Linked DNA regions of Gossypium hirsutum: region 1 is linked to region 2. Evidence: chromatin contacts called from public Hi-C data. All regions are on one chromosome and are shown on one strand. Each heading gives the region's core, a stretch centred on a gene start, on an enhancer-like site or on the middle of the called end of the contact. The rest is flanking DNA. Distances are from core to core; before and after follow the strand shown.

The links. A called contact is a pair of places that touch in the nucleus more often than the background predicts.
Region 1: a Hi-C map of leaf shows a contact between it and region 2, with 2.1 times the contacts expected there. The contact joins the enhancer-like site here to the promoter of LOC107933518 in region 2. A contact is called at or near these places in 2 of 34 Hi-C or Micro-C datasets (both in leaf).

The regions. Positions count from the first base shown.
Region 1 is chrA12:44,394,938-44,399,870 of Gossypium_hirsutum_v2.1, reverse strand. It overlaps the pseudogene LOC107924374. Among protein-coding and RNA genes, the nearest start is that of LOC121211384, 33 kb to the left of the region's middle. Within about 2 kb of position 1,655, at least 8 of the 9 cell types and tissues checked have an H3K27ac peak or open chromatin away from gene starts, as enhancers often do. A contact at or near this core is called in leaf, where this site is marked.
Region 2 is chrA12:43,749,867-43,755,115 of Gossypium_hirsutum_v2.1, reverse strand. It overlaps LOC107933518 (U-box domain-containing protein 30), which reads right to left and starts at 2,968. Exons shown (of 1, transcript XM_016865754.2): 1 at 437-2,968. The coding sequence starts at 2,348. The coding sequence ends at 993.

The sequences.
Region 1 (4,933 bases), core at 406-2,905, 650 kb before region 2:
TAATATATTTATTATATCAGTCTATAATAAGTAGACAAAAACTACCAACGATGGTAATGATTGAATTAAGAATTTTAAATTAAAAGAGTAGGAGGATTAAATTTTAAACTTTTAAAATACAGGGACTAAATCTCAAATTCTATACATTTTAACTTTATCATCATGCCGGAACTTTGCAACATATATCAAACACTTGATCTAAAGGTGCATGATCGCCGGTTCCTTCATCTTTATGAGCATATTAACAGTTGTTACCTTTGAACACAAACATCCCTCCTTGATAGTATCAAAGAGGAAAACTTATATTATAACAGTGAATTTAGGGTTATACAAGCTAAAATGAAATTAGGCTTACCTGTTGCAGTACACTACTTGTTTCGTCAGGGGTGGCCTCAATTGTGTAGTTTTTTTACAGCTTCTTGCAGGGACTCAAATCTTGAAAACACTTTAGTCTGCACGACCTAGACAGTGTATGATTGACAAGCATGTGTTTGTTTTATTTTTACACTCCATCAATGTAATAGATGTTTGTGTCCAAAATTACTGAAATCTGAAAAATCGAGAACAAAATACTGCAGAGAATGGAAAAGAGATGTACACTTGCTGGGTTGAAAAATGTACGACCAAAGCCATAATATAGGCCCAAAATATCATATGCCTGAAAAGGAGAATGTTAAAAAAACCAATTAAAGGGAAAATATGGATCCATTAACACACTGATATTACCTCTCGGTTTGGATCAGCGTAAAGGCAATCCATTGGAAATGGTAGCTGAATCAATTTCAGTGAGCCAACTTATGAAATTTGTTAACAACAATAATTATAATAATAATAATAAATTTGGTATCAATGGTACCCGTTCTGCAAGCAAACGTGCTTTGTTAGGTGTACCAACGCCGATTGCAATCAGTTTAACTCCAGCTGATTCAAATCTTGCTTTTGCTTCTTTCAATTCTAAACCAAGTTCCCAGCTAATAATGAATCAAAGAACATAACTTGTTTAGCAATGAATCATATAAATTTACACATACAATAAATAAATAAATAAATAAACGCCCAGTCAAGTGAGGACCAACAAGGGCATCCGAAATGGCGTAGATGTGCAACAACTGCAATTCCCTGTTGGGGGTAAAGAGAATAAATTAATAAAAGGCAAAGATCGGAGCAAGTTTTTAGCAATAAGAAAGGAGTAAAATTTACTTGGTTTTGGTCCCTAAGGTCTTTGAGAAAGACAGGCTGATCAGCAGCAGTGAAAATGGTAACATCCCCAAGGACGTCACCTATATCTGCACTGAATTCAGAGGTAGAGGCTTTTCCCACGACCCCAGAGTTGTTGGTGCCATTATTGCATGTGAAAAGCTTGGCTGGTTTTAGTTTTATAGGAGAAGAAATGGGGAATTTTAATGAAGGAATTTGAGATCCAAATTTAAGAGAATTAATTGAAGAAAAATATAGAGGTCGCACCGATTGCAGGTTTTGTGAAGGTAAGGTGGTCATTGTAGGGATACAGAGGGTGGGAAACTGAAAACTTTCCAAGAAACAAAAAATGGTCGATTTATTTTGACCCCAATTTTATTTGATGAAATTTGTGGAGGGAGGAATTTCTTGTTGCTGGATTGGTGGTTGAGAGATCATCAACGTTTCTATTGTGTGGGCTGCTTATTTGGATTAGGTTTTCAATTGGCTGGGATCTAGCCCACTAAATCACTTCTTTTTTTCAAGTCCAATATTATTTCCTTTCTAAGAGTTTTTACCATCTTTTCGTGGCAGTATTGCCATTAGACTGCTCAATGATTCCATAATTAGATAACTGATTAGCCATTGACTACCACCAACTTAAACCTCCTCCTAAGTTTTAAATTGGTAACTAAATTTTTTTGGGTCAATTAAATATTTGAATTTAATTTTTTAGTTTAAATTGGTACTTAAATTTAATTTTTTTTTCAAATTAATATTTACAATGAATGACTTATTTAAACCAATTTGAATTATGAAGCTAAGTTCAAGTACCTAATTGGACACACAAAAAAAAAAAAGCTTAAATAACTAAACTAAGTTCGACATCCTTTTCTTTTATCGGTAGTTCCACCAATTGATATGTTTCTACAAATAAATTGAAATTTAATTTCTTTCATTGGATATTCAATTTTTCGAAACTTATAAAGTTCTTCCGTTAAGCCTCGATCCATGAGCGCACAAAATCTTTCAAATTGCATCTGATTCGGCTTAAGTATTATAAACATTTTTCCATTTTCATCCCCAAACATTTTAAATTTCCCATTTCTCAAAATAATCCTACTCTTTTTTCATTATTTATCAAATGACATAAATTAATTCAATAATGATACAACTAAATGAAATTTTGTCTAATTTCATATAGGATACGAAAAAAATTATACTCAAATTTGAATTTATATTTACAATAAACAGAATTTATAAATGAGATTTAGCCGCATAGACTTTTGAATAGAATAAACCTCTACCATTATTATTATGATATTACATATTCCAATAACCAATAAAGCATTGCTCTCGATTTTGACATATCAAACATATAAATCAAATAGCCAGTGGGCCTTGAAGAGTATTGCTAGGCTTCCATCATAGTAACCACTTCTAATCAAACATCTAATCAAATTGGTGCCCTCTAACTAAGCTGAAACTGGGCTGATTGAAAGCAACGCATGTCCATAAAAGGGTGAATATCATCTTCAGTACCTTGCACCCCCTCAAATTGCACACTTATTGGTGGCAGATCATGAAGCAATCTTTAGCTAAAAAACAAACCTTGCTAGGTAAAATTAATCTCCAAAGGGTTATTCGGCGTTCTGATACACAACTTGTCTCTCTCTTAGCTATGTAGTCCCTCAGTCTCAACCTCTTTAGCATGCACTAATCTGTAAGCAGATTTTACTACGAAAATATTGTAGTATGAAAAGGTTCGCATTTTGTCCGACTGAAGTTGGGATTGAATTTGAATTTTATATTTATTTTTAGATTTTTGTTTAATAGTTTATTAATTTATCATATTTATAGCTTTTTTTATTAATTAAAAAAGAAAATAGAATGTTAAAAACATGAAAAGTTTAAAAAATTGAATTCTTGTTTTTATATATACTAGGTTTAATTTCAGGGGCTACACATGTAATATTATTAAATTATAATGTAGTAATACAATTCAATTACTTTTTAAAATATAATTAAAATAATTTTCATAATGTACCAATATGAAATCATAAATTTAAATTCAAAATATCAATGAAAGATAGCATAAATTTTGAATCTTAACATCAATGAAAAATCAAAATCAAAATAAATAATATTTTTCTATTTTAATATATTGATATGTAATTGTACGTGAATTATTTAAAATGTGAATATTACAATATTTTATTAAAATTTATGTATTTACCCTTGTGTATTAGCTAAAATTTCTTTTTCAATCAGGTATTGAAAATGTTAAAATGTCAAATTAGTCCTCCGAAAATAATTTTAAAAAAATCAATTAAGCTCCTCGTAAAAAAAGTGTACCTAATTAAGCTATTTGAGTTCATTTTTCCGCCAAAACTCTTGACGGATCGTTAAGTATTGACGCGGTATCCTACGTATAAAGAGTATTGATACTTATTTGTCAAAGAATGACACTTTTAAAGGTATCAATAAATATGTATTGTTTTCAAAATTCCAAATTGGCAAAACGCCAAAACGAATTCAATAAGTATTGATACCTATTTCTAAAGTTTTGAAAAAAATATATTTTGGTCCTTAATCATGCTCGAATCTATTCTATTGTATCTAAAAGCTCGATTTAGTTCTAGTTATATTCATAAATACTAATGTGCATGTGATTGTAATGGTTTAATGTTTTTATTTTTAAATCTAATTGAATGATATAATTTGTGTGTGATTGTTCTGGTGATTGTGGTAGCATTCTGTAGTTCGGGTTCGGCGACTGGATCGGGTTAGGGGTGTTACATAAGTCCTTGAAGAATTTCCTTGAATAAATATGATATTTATCTCTAAAAAGTAGTACTTCAATCACCAAAAGATAATAAGACTTTCATGTTTATCAAGCTTGTAACGACCCGAAAGTCAGTGGTGTCAAAAAGTGCAGTTTTAGAACCTCGTTTATGCAAATCAGACTCGCAAATATTGTTATTAAATATTTACGGAGTTACGTTAGAAGTGAATTGAATTTCAGACAAGTAATTTGGTCAAAATAGTGATTAATAAGGGTATAGGGACTAAATTGTAAAAGTGTCATATTACTATATATTTATAATAATTAGAAGTGAATTAAGGAATAAAATGATCATTATACCCACTTATAGGTTAGTGGACAGTAGCTTGGTTTATATTTATAAGAGAAATGTTATAAAATTTTAATAAAATAATAACAATTAATAAAATAAAAATAAAACACTTAATGGAAGAGAAAGCCAATGTTCTTTTCTTTTTTTTTTTCAACACTGAAATATAAAAGGACGAAGGAAGAACCCACGGCCTTAGGGTTCTCAAGTTTCAAGCTTAATTTGATTAGTTCAATTTAGTTATTTTTATTGTAATTTTTATGTTTCCTGTATCTCGATAGCTTAAGCTAGCTAATTCATAACTTATTTTTTTGGTGCTGTTAAAGATTGAGAATGTTTCCATGGATGACTAGTTGAAGCTTTATGTGTTAATTTGATAGATTTTAAGTTTAGAGTTGAAAAAGGATTAAATTGTAAAGTCAATTAATGGTTCTGTTCAATAAGGAGTAAAGTGCATAAATTTCTAAATTTGTGGTAGAAATGAAAAATAGGATGTTTAATTAGGACTATAGTGAAATTGGCATAAAAATTGGAGGCTAAATTTGAAAGTTATGCTAATATCCGTTTTAGGGGCTAAATTGAATAAAATACAAAATTTACATAAATTAGCAATTGAATGTGAA
Region 2 (5,249 bases), core at 1,719-4,218:
CCAATTTCTAGGGTTTTTCCATACTCTTTTTGGGTGAAATTAGATTGTCGAAATTTGGGGAAAACTATCTTAGTGTTCAATTGGGCAGAATCACAATCTCCTTGAGGGTTTCAAGAACCCTAACACTTATTTCTATTCTCAATTTGATTCTTTGCTGATTTGGGGATTTTATTTCAGATCTGAAAATTCAAAAATCTAATCTTTTAATTTTCTGTTTCGTTTCAGATCTAATTGTTTAGGGTTTTCGTAGGAGTTTCTCGTGACTTGGCAACTCGATCTTGGTCCGCGCGCAATCCTATATCACATAGCCTTTGTAATAAATCAAATGTACACAATTGTTAACCAGTAAAAACTTTTACTTTTATTAATTCTTCATGGAGGCTAACAACAAACGAAAAGTGCAGAATAAATAAGAAGAAAAAATAAAAACATGAAAGAAAAGAAAAGGTTATCTTTCATTGTACACATTGAATAGACAATTGATGTCCAGAGGCATTCCAATCTCTCTACAACAGTGGAGCTGAAAATGCAAAACTCCCACTAAAACCCAGACAGGAAAATTGGTCAAGGAAGGCCCCTACCATAGGAACAACTTGGGAGAAATAAGGGCCCCCAACACCAAGGAGCAAAGCAATTCTTTGTCTATTACAATTGTGATTGCAAGCTCCAAAGTCTTGCACAAATAGCACAATTCCATCCCAAGAATGTACCCCACCCACAATAATCCATTCCACATGATCCTTTTGGGGGTTTTATTTTAAGGCATTGGAAAAGAGAACTTCATATAATTCCATTGCAGCATGAAATGTGTTCTTTTTTCTTATCCACATTATGAGTGTTCTTTAAGTAAAGTTGAATCAAATTGCAGGAATTGAAGTGCTTAAATATATACAGGAGAGCTAATTCATACCTCAAACCCCCTATCTCATAAGTATATGATCGTTCATTCTTGGAAGATTTCAAGAACCAATCATGGCAGGCCCTTTAACTTGTCATAGGATTGTCCTTGTGAGCTTGCACTTTGAAATAAAGATGGTGTCTGTATAATTTAGGCTACATAACTTCAAGAGCTCCGAAGATTTTTGCTTCAACAGAGGATTGCAACCGCTCTGAATCACGAGAAGCAGCTTTGCTGCCAAACCGGCTTCTACAGCAACTGAGGAGCATTCCTCAGGGGCAAGTTTACATACGGACCACAGTATTGACAATGCATATTGAGTACAGCTTTCTGAAATTCTCATCAAGAGCCTCACCATATTCGGAATTGTGTTTCCACAATCCTTCAATGCTGCTTTGCCTTCTGGTAGTGATGATAACATGTCCAATATGAAAAGGGCTGATTCCAGGCAATCAGGTTCCAAAGCAGGTAACAATTCAACCAATTGAGAAACGGCGCCAATACTCACAATCAAACCCATGACTTGTTTATGTAAGCATATAGATCTGAGCAAGCTAAGACCAGGCATGATTCCATTCGTGTGCCTCTTATCCTTCACTAAGCGCATTAGACCAACCAATAGCCGATGGCTGGAGATGCTCTCAGCCCGAAATTCCTTCTCATCCATTAACTTCTCTATCAATCGCGTACAATTGATCTTTGTCTCCACTGACCCTTCATTCAGCATGTCTACCATCAACGAAATCTTTGTTGGCTGCATCAAATTGGTTTTGGACTCTGAATCAAGCTCCAAATTGACAAGAATGGCGATCGCCTCTGAACCAACAGCATGGGAAGTAAATGGACCTAACAAGGATGAAATTAGAGAAACTCCACCTTCATCGACCACTGTCTTCATTGCTGTTGCATGTGCAGCCACAACTTGCTTAAGCTCCTTCAAGGCTTGAATCCTGGCCTGACCTTTAGCCTTCTTCAAGGTCTGAAGAAGCTCACTTACCCTTCCTTGTACATCCTCGGATCTCTTCTTCATAAGCAAATATTTCTGCGAAAACCAAGTGTAAATCAAATGGTAAAGGGTTCTATTTGGGGTAACAGAATCATCCCAGAGTTCTTGCATTGTAGTGGGGCAAGTATAGTGCCCCAAATTGAACCATTTGAGAATGTTGGACCTCTCATATGTTTGGCCAGTGCAAAGAGTTACAGGGTCTTGCATTGGCTCAAGAGAGATGGGACAAATAAACACAGAAGGAATCTCAGGTAAATCAAGCTCTTCAATCATTTTCTTCAGATCCAATTTCTCACCAACGGCAGCACCAATGACTCCACCACCAACGCCACCCAAAACCCCATCTTTAACAGCAGTATCCAGATCCAGAACTTGCCCATCACCACTACCATCAAATGCAGCAACAACCACCCCATCCCTCTTTGAGGGTTGAAACATAGGCATCTTTGAAACCCGCCCTTCTTTTTCCAAAAAAAAAAAAGATAAAGCAACACAGATTCTCAAGGTACCAAAAAAGAAGGATTATCTTTAAAACCCCTCTACACTACCCACAACAAGCTCTAAATTCACTGCACTGACAAGCACCCTTCAACCCACATTATGAAAAAAGAATGGAACTTGTATATTTCCAATCAATTCCTCTCTCATTGACAAATCATAAAGCAAGAAAAATACCTTCTTTTTCTCTCTACAAACTCACACATCTATTTTGCTTTATCCTGATCTCTTTTTCTAGGGTCAAAAGTCCATCATAATAACAATAATATCAGTAATAAACACACAATAATCAAGCTCCCATCTTTCACTTCTTGTACAAGCTTCCCATCATCAAGCACCCCAAAACAGCAAAAATAAGTAGGCAAAGAAAAGAAAGATACTAGTAAAAGAAAGCAGTCAAAGATAAACAGTTAAAAGAGTAGTACAAAAGCTAATCAATTAGACCTTTTTCCTCTAAACCCAACCATTAATGGTACAGAAAAAATAGGGGGAAAAAACCCAAACAAGAAAAAAATGAAAACGTTACAAGAATTTAGTGAAGAGAATCAAGTTATTGTGAAAACAGGCCTTACCACAAAATGGAGAGAAAGAGAAGAACAGAGAAAAGCCATGTCCTGCAAAGGCTTCCCTACTGCTCTTCTTTTGGGGCAGTTGTTTGCTGGATAAAAATAAAATAATTTTAAAATTATTAAAAAAAACCTTCACGAAAAATAATAAAAATTAATTATTAATGAGATCATCTTAATATATAAATGCGTTGCTTTTTTTTTTCTTTGAACGAGGAAATGACATTTTTTTTCCCTAATATTTTACCAGAGTAAAAAAAAAAGAAGAAGAAGAAGAAGAAGGGAAAGTTGAAAATTACCAAGTTACCGGTAATTAAGCCACCCGATCCGCACACCACACGTGCAGTCATATCAATTCTTTGCCGTAATCTCCCCGCTATTACTTTTAATTTAACAGTGATGTTACTAAAAAGTTAGTTTTCATTAATAAATTGAACTAATGAATTTTGGTTTTGAAAAAATGGAATCAAGATTTTGATTTTGATTTTAATGTTTGTTGTTTTAGCTAAAAGGAATCTCTTTTAATCTTAAGAAACTTCATCCACATATGTTATGTGGACAAAATCTAATTTCAAAATTAATAATAATAATAATAATAATCATCTATTTTCAGTTCTTTAATGTCATTCTTATATTGTTTATAACTACTCATTTATAGAAATTTTATTGAAATACAATATATAAAATCTGTTGATATTTACACCTAAAAGAATTGTGAGGGCCACTGGGGAACTTCCCACCTCCCTATTTTTTTTTTAAAAAGAAAAATAATTTCATGTGTTTATTTATTTTAGGTAAAGTGCCAGCAAAGCATTTTGACCGTGACAGTTTTGCTTTGACTGCACGCCTGTGCTGCTCCACTTTTCCGGTCTTTGCGTTGACTGCCTTTGCCCCACTTCCAGATCTAACCAATCACCACCTGCCACGTAGATCATGAAAGCCCTGCCCTCCACACTCCCTCCTTTGTTTTCTGTAATCTTTATTAATAATGACTTGAAATTAGTATTTGTTTATTTTTCTGTGCCATGGTACAGTGAGTGTTCAGCACAATATCATAAGTATTTCACGCTCCCTCGTTTTTCCAGATTTTTTTTAAGAACATAATTTGATTTTCATATGCAAATATTAATAATTATTCACCAAATACAATATGGTCTATAATTAGGATTTGAAATTTGGGTGGTAAGGGCTAGCGGCTTCTCAAAAATATTATTTAATTAAATGAATATAATGGATTTAGGTTTGCATTAAAGTGTAATAAAATATTAAATATTTGAGTAGTTTGCAAACTCGATGGGTGAGGTTGGAATTAATTAGATTAATTGGCTATTAATTTTGGACAGCTTTTTTTTTGGATTTATATGTTTTTAAGTAATATATTAACCACAATTATTTATATAATAAAATTTAATTTACGAAATTTAAAACCTAATATTTTAAAATTTTTAATTCAATTTTATTTATATAATAATTTTTAAAAAGTAATCTAAAATTCAAATATCAGTATTTTTTTAAAAAAAAATTATCCTCGAATTCCAAGCTTCTTTATGCTAAAATAATTGAGTGGGGTGAGCTAAATTTGAGATTTATAAAAGAGGGAAGAAATCAAGAAAGTTTTTTAATATACCTAAAAACAGTAGGGAATCACATGAGCATATGCTCCCAGTATAGGGTGTCACGTGACCCACAAAAATGCACTTTTTTAAAGCAGTCAGCTGCTTTATGAATATACTTTGATAAATTTTAATTTAATTTATAATTTTAAAAATTATTAACTTTTTTATTTACATATTATAAGAATAAAAAACTATATTAAACCAATTTGAAAAAAATAAATATGTTTGTTTTGTAAAATGCTACAATTGAATAGAAATTAAAATGTTTTTTCTTTTACCAGTACAATCACATTTATAATAAATTAATCTGAACTAATTAATACATACAATAACTTCAAATCAAAATCAATTAATTAAACTAACAATTGAAATATATTTAAACATAATCCATACATGAGAACAAATTTAGATACTCAACAAAACTTATATAAAGTGGGAGTTACATCTCAAAAATTTCTAAACCTCAATCTTGCTATTAAATCCTTATTAATTATAAAAAATAAAATTTCAAATATATAATTACATTAGGTAGAGGGTTTAACTAAATTATCATGTTATATATTTATAGTGAAAATAAAAGAACATAGAAATAGCACAATCAAATTTAACTTCATCGTGTAAAGCGAAAGGTGTGAAAACATGTATTAAGACATAATGAAAACATG